2 separate regions of the Mus musculus genome follow, and region 1 is linked to region 2. Evidence: chromatin contacts called from public ChIA-PET data. All regions are on one chromosome and are shown on one strand. Each heading gives the region's core, a stretch centred on a gene start, on an enhancer-like site or on the middle of the called end of the contact. The rest is flanking DNA. Distances are from core to core; before and after follow the strand shown.

Evidence for each region. ChIA-PET counts read pairs in DNA pulled down with a chosen protein or histone mark.
Region 1: a contact with region 2 is called in an SMC1A ChIA-PET map of the G1E-ER4 cell line, with 20 read pairs. The contact joins two enhancer-like sites. A contact is called at or near these places in 2 of 39 promoter capture datasets (Sertoli cells and embryonic stem cells), 8 of 15 datasets of contacts at CTCF or cohesin (CD8 T cells, the G1E-ER4 cell line, the NIH/3T3 cell line and 4 more), 186 of 484 Hi-C or Micro-C datasets (the 63-12 cell line, the AML12 cell line, the AtT-20 cell line and 98 more), 49 of 115 datasets of contacts at active chromatin or transcription factors (the 230-238 cell line, CD4 single positive thymocytes, DN3 thymocytes and 30 more) and 6 of 9 other capture datasets (adipose tissue, embryonic stem cells, embryonic tail and 3 more).

What each region holds. Positions count from the first base shown.
Region 1 is chr2:153,581,483-153,585,872 of GRCm38.p6, forward strand. No RefSeq gene overlaps it. Among named protein-coding and RNA genes, the nearest start is that of Commd7, 49 kb to the right of the region's middle. Within about 2 kb of position 1,604, at least 42 of the 459 cell types and tissues checked have an H3K27ac peak or open chromatin away from gene starts, as enhancers often do. A contact at or near this core is called in DN2 thymocytes, the G1E-ER4 cell line, the HPC-5 cell line and 2 more, where this site is marked.
Region 2 is chr2:153,494,153-153,498,568 of GRCm38.p6, forward strand. The region is part of intron 1 of Nol4l (nucleolar protein 4-like); the gene reads right to left. It also overlaps 4930404H24Rik. Among named protein-coding and RNA genes, the nearest start is that of Nol4l, 34 kb to the right of the region's middle. Within about 2 kb of position 2,434, at least 62 of the 459 cell types and tissues checked have an H3K27ac peak or open chromatin away from gene starts, as enhancers often do. A contact at or near this core is called in DN2 thymocytes, the G1E-ER4 cell line, the HPC-5 cell line and 2 more, where this site is marked.

The DNA.
Region 1 (4,390 bases), core at 354-2,853, 86 kb after region 2:
GCAGCCACTGGGGCAAGATGGGAGGCCCACATCCCCAATTCTAACTGCTTGGGGCTCTGCTGCAGTGAGGAGCTGTGGTGACTTGCCCAAAGCAACGTAGCTTGGCAGTAATGAGTGTCGAAGGTCAGGCTAACTCTGTACTAGTTGGCTTTGCTGCTGGGAGACCCGAGGCTGGTTGCTCAACCTCTCTGTGCCTCATTTCCCTCATTTACAAGTTACTAGAGTTTCCTGAGTTCACATTCTGCATCAGCTGTGTAGCCTAGAGTGAGTGACTTACGCCGACTCTGTTTACTCTAAAATAAAGCCGAGCTCTTGGCGTATATTTGGTGAGGGACTGGCAGGAGTATAGAGAAGTCACTTGTCCAAGGTTTCCTGGCAAGTGTCACCTGGAGGCCCAAAGGTCCTGATGAGTGATGCTATGGTTATGACTCTGCTGCCCGGGCTCTGTGGTTAATGCCTACAATCCTTTGGAGGCTGAGACAGGGGGATTGCAACTTCAGAGCCAACTTCCATAGCAAGTTTGCAGCTAGCCCGAGCTCCACGGCATCACAAACTCCTGTCATAGCAACAGGACAGGATCTGAGAGGTGGCTCAGGGGTTAAGATCAGGCACTGCTCTTCCAGAGGACCTGAGTTCAAATTCTAGAACCCACATCAGGTGACTTGCAACCATCTGTAACTCCGGCTCCACGCAGATTCAGTTCCTCGACTTTGTGGGCACCTGTGTTCATATGCACACACCTACAGACATGTGGACACATAATCAAAAGTAGTAAAAACAAATCTTAAAAAAAAAAAGAAAGAAAGAAAGAAAGAAAGAAAGAAAGACCCAGAGCCGGGCATGGTGGCATATAACTTTAGTGTCAGCACTCAGGAGGGAGGGGGAGACAGATCTCTGTGAGTTCGAGGCCTTCATAGTCTTCATAGCAAGTTCCAGGCCTGCAAAGGGCTGCACAGTGAGACCCTGCCTTTAGTGAGGGGCATGATAGTGCATTCCCATAATCTCAGTACCCAGGAGGACAGAGTTAGAGGCTACCCTAGTGAGACCCTCTCTAAATAAATAAAACCAAACAAAACCAGTGCTGGTGTGGCTCAGTTGGAAGAGCCCTTGCCTGTCACATAAAAAAGAGCCCCCAGCACTGAATGAGTTCATAGGAGGCAGTAGGATCAGAAGTCCAAGTTCACTCTTTGCTACCTAGGGAGTTCAAAACCAACCTAGACTACAGAGAAGGCAGGGCCAGCCATGGTGAAGATGGAGAGAACGGACCTGATTCCGAACAAAAAACTAGCACTGCCTAGAGTAGCCTAGAAGAAGAGAACCGGATCCCAGTCTGGGGCCGTGGCTCGGTGAGAAGTCCCTGAGAAGCAAGGGTATGCCCACCATTCCATCCCCACACTGAAGAAAAAGGAAATGAAAAGAAACATTCTAGAAGCCATCTTCAAGGAGAAAAACTTGGTGGGGGTAAGTGGGGGTACTGTCTGAATTCGGCTGTTATACATCATTACTGTCCAAGAGCAGATAACGTAACCCTTGTATGGAGCTGCCCCTGGCCTGACACCAAGGCCTCATGCCTACCAGTCCCCTGCTTCCTGGAGGCCCATCCTCCCCAGCTCCACCTTGCCACGCCCTGTCTCTTCGTCCACTTCAGGTCTCCCAGCAAAGCCCCAAGATCTAGAGTGGAGTCCTGGCCCCTCTCCGGGTCTCAGCTTCTCAGCCATGGGGAGGAGAAAGAGGAAGAGGAAAAAATGTGGGGAAGCAGCAAAATGCAGGGCCTGTCTCTGCACAGGAGCAATCGAGACAGGGACACACACACCCCCACCCCACCCCCGTGCGTGCGCGCTAGTAGCTTCCAAAGGGGAAAGCAGTCTCTTACAGTGGGACAGCTCGGCTTCAGTCCCATTCAACTGGAGGTTACCCGAGCTGGTCCAACCCAACTCAACCTGACCTGGGAGGGGGCCGAGAAGGAAGCTGAGCATCATGGGTACAAAGGTCGCAGCTCCACCGTCTCCTTGAGGTTTCAGCCAGGCAGCTGGCTGTGTCCACCCCACATTCTGGGGAGGGAAATAAGTATGGGAGGGTGACAGGGGACACTTTGAGGTGGTGGCCACCTCTGTGAGTGAGAGAGGCAGCTGCTCAGCCAAGAACTGGGGGCAGGGGCGCCTCCTGCGGCTAATTAAACTGAGCCGGTGATGAATCGGTAGAGGTTACAGCGTGCTAATTAAAGGTGCTGTATCTTGCCTGGCAAGGATGGAAGGCACCAGAAGCTCTGCAACCACAAGCAGGGCCAGGCCTGTGAGGCCTCCCACTGTGCAGGTTCTGGGTTGTCCTTCCCTTCTCCGCCCCTCCCCAGAGGGCCGGCCCCCTCCCCACTTCCCTATCTCTTCTGCCCACCTTGGGCCAGCCCTGCCTCCAACTTCCCCCGCCTTCCCACCACCCCAAATCCTCCCCAGATAAAGGCGAGCAGAGGCGAAGTAGAGCCTGTCGCCCTTAGCCTGAATCAGTGGTGGGTTCTGCGGGCGGGCGCTGTGTTGAGCCTCCGTGGAGCTCCTTTTAACCCCAATTCCTAATGTGTCACTGCTGAATTCAAGTGTAATAGGAACAAGGCCACCAAGACTTTTTTTTTTTTTTGAGACAGGGTTTCTCTGTGTAGCCCTGGCTGTCCTGGAATTCACTTTGTAGACCAGGCTGGCCTCGAACTCAGAAATCCTCCTGTTTTTGCCTCCCAAATGCTGGGATTAAAGGCGTGCACCACCATGCCCGGCTCGACTTCTAGAATCTTAACTACTTTTCTGTTTTGTTTTGTTTGGGGCTTTATTTCTATTAGAGAGACAGACAGACAGACAGACAGACAGACAGACAGGCAGGCAGGCAGGCAGACATGCAGAGAGTTAGTTCCCAAACACTCTAGCCTTAACAATACAGTCATGTCTGGGGAAAGTTAAACAAATGACCTCTGACCTTTGACCTTTGCACAGAGCAGGGAAAAAAGACTCCAAAGCACCCAGTCCTGCCCCAAGTTGGTTCCAGGCAGAGGTGTGGCTCAGTGGCTCCCCAGAGACTTGAGTTAGAGTCCAAGCCCGGCTCATTTGCCAATTATGTTAATTGGCAGGAGAAGCAGCTGCCCTGTGCCTTGACCTGTACCCCACCTGGAAGAGCCACTGAGACCGCAGCAAAGGAGACAACTCAGGTGAAACTAGTCCAGAGTCAGCTCCGACTGCTATGAGCCACTCTGACCTTCCAGCACCGGGATCATCTGGTTGGCCTGGCACCAGAACAATGCACCCCCACCCCCACCCCAAATCCAAAAGGCTGCAGCCTGTGTCCTGGAGAGGGTGATGAGAAGGGCAGGTGAGATAGCGCAGCTGGTTAAGAGCACTGACTGTTCTTCCAGGTGTTTTGAGTTCAATTCCCAGCAACCACATGGTGGCTCACAACCATCTGTAATGGGATCTGATGCCCTCTTCTGGGGTGTGTGACTGAAGACAGCTACAGTGTACTCATCTAAATATAAATAAATAAATAAATAAATAAATAAATAAATAAATAAATAAATAAATAAATAAATAAATAAATAAATAGCACTGGCTGTTCTACTGGAGTAAGTTAAGGTTCAACTCTTTTTTGTTTGTTTTGTTCTTTAGTTTTTGTTTTTGTTTGTTTGGGGTTTTTTGTTTTTGTTTTTTGTTTTTGTTTTTTGTTTTTTGTTTTTCGAGACAGGGTTTCTCTGTGTAGCCCTGGCTGTCCTGGAACTTACTCTGTAGACCAGGATGACCTCGAACTCAGAAATATGCCTGCCTCTGCCTCCCAAGTGCTGGGATCGAAGGTGTGCGCCACCACGCCCAGCTAAGGTTCAACTCTTAACACACAGTTCTGTTTAACTCGAATTCCAGGGAGACCCAATGCCCTGTTCTGATCAGCACACCAGACATGAGCATACATGCAGGAAGACCACTCATACACGTAAAATTCAATAAAATATTTCAAAGGATAAAATTTAGTTTGTTTTTTTTTTTTTTTAATTAAAAAGGTGACTGGCAGGATGGTGGCAGCATATGCCTCTAATCCCAACACTCCGGAGGCAGAAACAGGCAGATTTCTGAGCTGGAGACCAGCTTGGTCTACAGAGCAAATTCCAGGACACCCAGGGCTGACACAGGGAATCCTTGTCTCAAAAAACTAAAGACAAAATAGAGTGATTAGAGATGCTGAGTGGGGTGCTCATGAAGGGACTCTCCTGTGGAATGGGCTGCCGGATACAGAATTCAGCATTAGGCTTCACAAAGGAGACCAAGATGAACTTGGGACTCATTACTTCTCAGGGGACCCCAGTCTGGAATCAGAGAAAAAACAGTCACACATCTGGAGCTATGGGTCCAGGGTAGAGTGCTGG
Region 2 (4,416 bases), core at 1,184-3,683:
CCTACTGCCCTGGCCATGACCCCTTCTCTCTCTCTCTCTCTCTCTCTCTCTCTCTCTCTCTCTCTCTCGGATAAGGGCAACCAGCACCCTAGGCTGCAGACCCAGTGTTCCTCAACCAACTGGGCCTCATTCCAGTAGGGGAGGCCAGGCCCAGGGCTTTAGGGATGGGGTACCCCTGGGGCAGCCCCGCCCTATATGAATGGGCCTTGGCTTAGCAGCCTCCATCTCATGGTTTCCTGCCTCCTCTCTCCCCATCTCTCAGAAGCAGAGCAGCCTAAATTTGGCTCGAGGAGGGAATGGGGGAGGAGGCAGCAGGCTGGTGCTGTCAGAGGCCAGGGCGTAGCTCCCCGTCTAGCCGGCTGGCATTTTTGCTGTCTGGAGGAGGGCAGGGGGGCCTCCGGCAGGCAGCCCTCTCTCTCCCGGAAAGGGAGATGTTCGTACCTTCTGACACACACTGAGTAATGTGCAAACGACATGCAAACTGGGTTTCAAATCAGCATCTCAAGTCAGGCAACAGCCTGGTGCTGCTTTGGGGATGAGAAGAGGACCAGCAGCCCTCTTGCCAGGGGCTCTAGTAGGGGTCAGGGGACACAGACTGGCCTGTTAGATAAGCCCATTCCAGTGGCTGAGTCCCAATCCAAGGGCAGGGCTCTGACTTTCTCTGTCTGCACTGCCAGAGCCGAGCACTCTGTTGCACGGTAAAAGCAGCCAGCCTGTCCAGGTGTGACCCCAGCTTGCCACTGAACAACTGGGTCAACTCCTCAGCAGGGCATCTAGGTGAACAGCCTGTGGGACAGGACATTGCTGTGTAGAAAGCCACTGCGCTTCCCTAGATGCTGGGCACGAGGAAGTGACCTGGAAAACCCTGTGCTTGGAAGCGGACCTAGATTCCAGGCTCAACAAGTGAACTGCTCTGGGCCCTCCTGGCTCCACATCTGGGGAATGGGTTCAGAACCTCATGGTCAGCTGTGATGTCCATGGGCTAGCCTTACGCACTGTAGGCATACTGTGTGTAGGCACTCTATAGTTCTCCATTGACATTCTCCGGGCTCTGCCTCTAAACCACCAGCTCTGCCCCAGGGGCATCTCTTCTCTCTGACCTTCTCCTTGAGTTGGTTTTGGTTTTTTGTTTTTGTTTTGTTTTGTTTTGTTTTCCCAAGACAGGGTTTCTCTGTGTAGCCCTGGCTGTCCTGGAACTCACTTTGTAGACCAGGCTGACCTCGAACTCAGAAATCTGCCTGCCTCTGCCTCCTGAGTGCTGGGATTAAAGGCATGTGCCACCAGGCCCAGGCTGGTTTTTTTTTTGTTTGTTTGTTTGTTTTTTGTTTTTTAACTCTTTAGGCAACTCCGAGCTCCATGCTTTGGTGACCTTGGACAAGTCTGCTTATTATGGTCTGTATTTATGAAGGGGTAGTAAGAGGTGGATAAGGGGCTGTCTGGGTCTTAAGATACAGTAGAAGCTGGGTGTGGTGGCTCACGCCTTTAATCCCAGCCCTTGGGAGGCAGAGGCAGGCGGATTTCTGAGTTCAAGGCCAGCCTGGTCTACATGGTCTACAGAGTGAGTTCCAGGTCAGGCAGGGCTATACAGAGAAACCCTGTCTCGAAAAACAAACAAACAAACAAAGACACAGTAGAACCTGACTGGGCACCGCTCTTCTTTCCAACCCTTCACCATCCCTATCCCTCTGCACTATCGGGTATGGAGAGGTGGGGGCCCCTCTTCTTGGTAACTCTGTTTAACCCTAGATAACTGTTCTCCTGCTCCTCAGCTGGCGCTGATATGAGCTGAATCCAATTTCCTGCCACCCAAAAGCCACTTCCTGCCAAACTTGAGCTGATACCAGAAGAACTTGTTTTCTGTACACAGAGCAGTCCCTGGTGGGGCTGCTTCTGCCTCGGCCAGTCCACCTGGTAGGACTGGGTTGTGGAGGATGGGGCCTCTGCCCTCTCACCTACTGCACCCACCTGTACCGCCAGCCATCCCAGCCAGGAGTCCCACTGGACTCAGACAGGCATGTTTAGGCCATGGCACATAGCCACAAAGAGCCAGTCTGAGAGCACTGTGTGTGGGCAAGACCACAGGAAAGGCGAGTGACCGTCAACAAAGGAATACACGCACAGTTCCATACACCAACCCATGACCATACGGAGTCACAGGACAGTCTCATATAATTAAATGCAGTCACACCCACGGTGCATAGAACCAGAACCCTTTGCTTCATACACACGCACCGAAAGCGAGCATGAGTGTCTGCCTGGGCAGGGCCTTGGGCTAACCCTCGTCAGAACAGCTGGAATCATACCATCATTGTGCACACATTACAGATGTGTAAGCCAAGGCAGCCCATAGGGGCACCTTCCACACACATACTGCTTCCTCAGCCTGGGGTGCCTTCTGGCTTATTCCTTTAGCACTGTCTAGTCACGTGACTCTTCCACAAACTCAGGCAGTCCCTGCTCACTTCCTCAGAGTCTGGGTCATCTCCCTTTCACTTTAAGGGACAAAGGAGACACAGCATTTTGTTGGCTTCAGCCATGTTCTGTTCTGTGGCACAGAGAACATGCTCAGGAAGAGCCTAGTAAGGACAGACCCTGGACTGGAACCCAGGACACCCTGAGGCTGGAGCTAATTTCTGTGTTACTGTGCTTTTCATACTTCCAGAAGCCCCTTTAGCAATGGTGATGGATGAATGAATGAATGAATGAATGACCCAAACTCTCAAGATACCAGGCCAGTGATCCCCAGGCTAACCTCCTTCATTTCCTGGCAGTGTGGACAGGAGCCAAGCTCCAGGCCCCTTGGATAGTGGCAGGGCTGACGGCCGCCTAAAGCCGGCTGTCAGAAGCTTGTCTGGCCAGAGCTGCCAGCAGGGGAGACCAGCTGGCAGTGCAGGGTCCATCGGCCCAGGCCTGGAATCTGAGACGCCCTCAGAGGCCCAGCTCTTCTTTGGGCCCCCACAAACTGGCCTTTGTTCTTGGGCTAGCCAAGACCGGCAGCTTGGGCTTTCTCTCTGCCTGCCTGCGGCACCCGCGCTGCGCTGGCGAGGTAAATGGGCCAGCCTCCCCTCTGTCCACGTCCAGGACGTTGCTTCAGAACTAAATGGAGATGTAATTTTCTATACAAATCCATGACAATTTAGATGGAGTGATTGTAATTGGCTTTTCAATGGAGGTTTTGTCCGGCGCTGGTGGCTAGAACTGGGTGGCCTGTTTGAGGCAGGCTCCATTTAAATGACAATAAAGCCATAATATTGAGGACTTGTCCAGCGCCCAGTGCCCCTCCTGAGCCCTTGGGGAGCCTCATGTTTATGGATCTGTCCCTTCCCTAGGGCTGTCTGGGCAGGAGGGTGCTGGGGTCACCGTGGCTAGGAGAGGGGTTGGCTGCATATTCGGGACCATATCCCCCAACTACCTACCAGTTCCCTCAATTTGTTATGAACCCACTAGCCAGTCTGTCCAGGGCTGGAGGCTAGCCCTAGTGTTGGGGTGCTAATAATCTCCCAGGTAAGTCAGCTGGAAGGTTCTGCAATGCCTCAATATGTCATGGTGTGGTACACATGACCAGGCCCTCTTTGGCCCACAGGCCAAGGCCTGACCCTCTTGTGACTGGCTTCTTGAATGTCTGTACCTCAGTGTCTCAGCCCTGCGGTAGGGTGCGGTAGACATCCCAGAGGGGACAGCATGCACATGGGCTCAACCTGGCATGTGAAAGGTACTATATATAATCATTGCTGGGACTCACTCACTGTGCCCGCTCAGGCAGACTGGCTAGTGACTTCAGGCTCTGCAAATTTCCACTGGCTTCTCTTTAACAAAGGGCTTTTCTAGGAGTTGACCCCACCAGGTTCTGAAGATTAATGCTAGGGTGTGTTCAAGCACCTAACACAGGCCAGGCTCCAAGAATGACAGTTCTCCTCACTACAGTTTCCGCCTCCAGCAGCATCTATGGAGAACTGCACTTGAGTGTGCAGACCCCACAGCATGAGAACCAAGCTGACAGGAGCCCCCGTGGGGATGTCTCTGCTGCCTAAAGATGCTATGGGAAGGACTGATCTCGAGGAGGCTGCACGAAAGAAGGCTTCACAGAGGATGTGATAACTGCCTGGACCACTCTGCCAACCAAAAAAGTGTCTACATTTACCAGGCAGATGCTGTAACCTGGTTACCAGAAGGATCTATTCTCACCTGTCAGTGAGGTGTGGTGGCCACAAAGATGCCATTAAAGTGACATGTTTAAGTCACTCTAGAAGGCAAGCTGCCTAGGCAAAAGGCTGGTAGGTGGGAAGGGAGCTGCCATCATTGATAGCAATAAGTGGGGTAGCACAGAAGCTGTGCTCAGCGTGTATGGAGACCCTGACTTCCAGTGTCACAGGCAGCCATAGAGAAAGTTTAAGCAGGTAGTGACACAATCCAAAT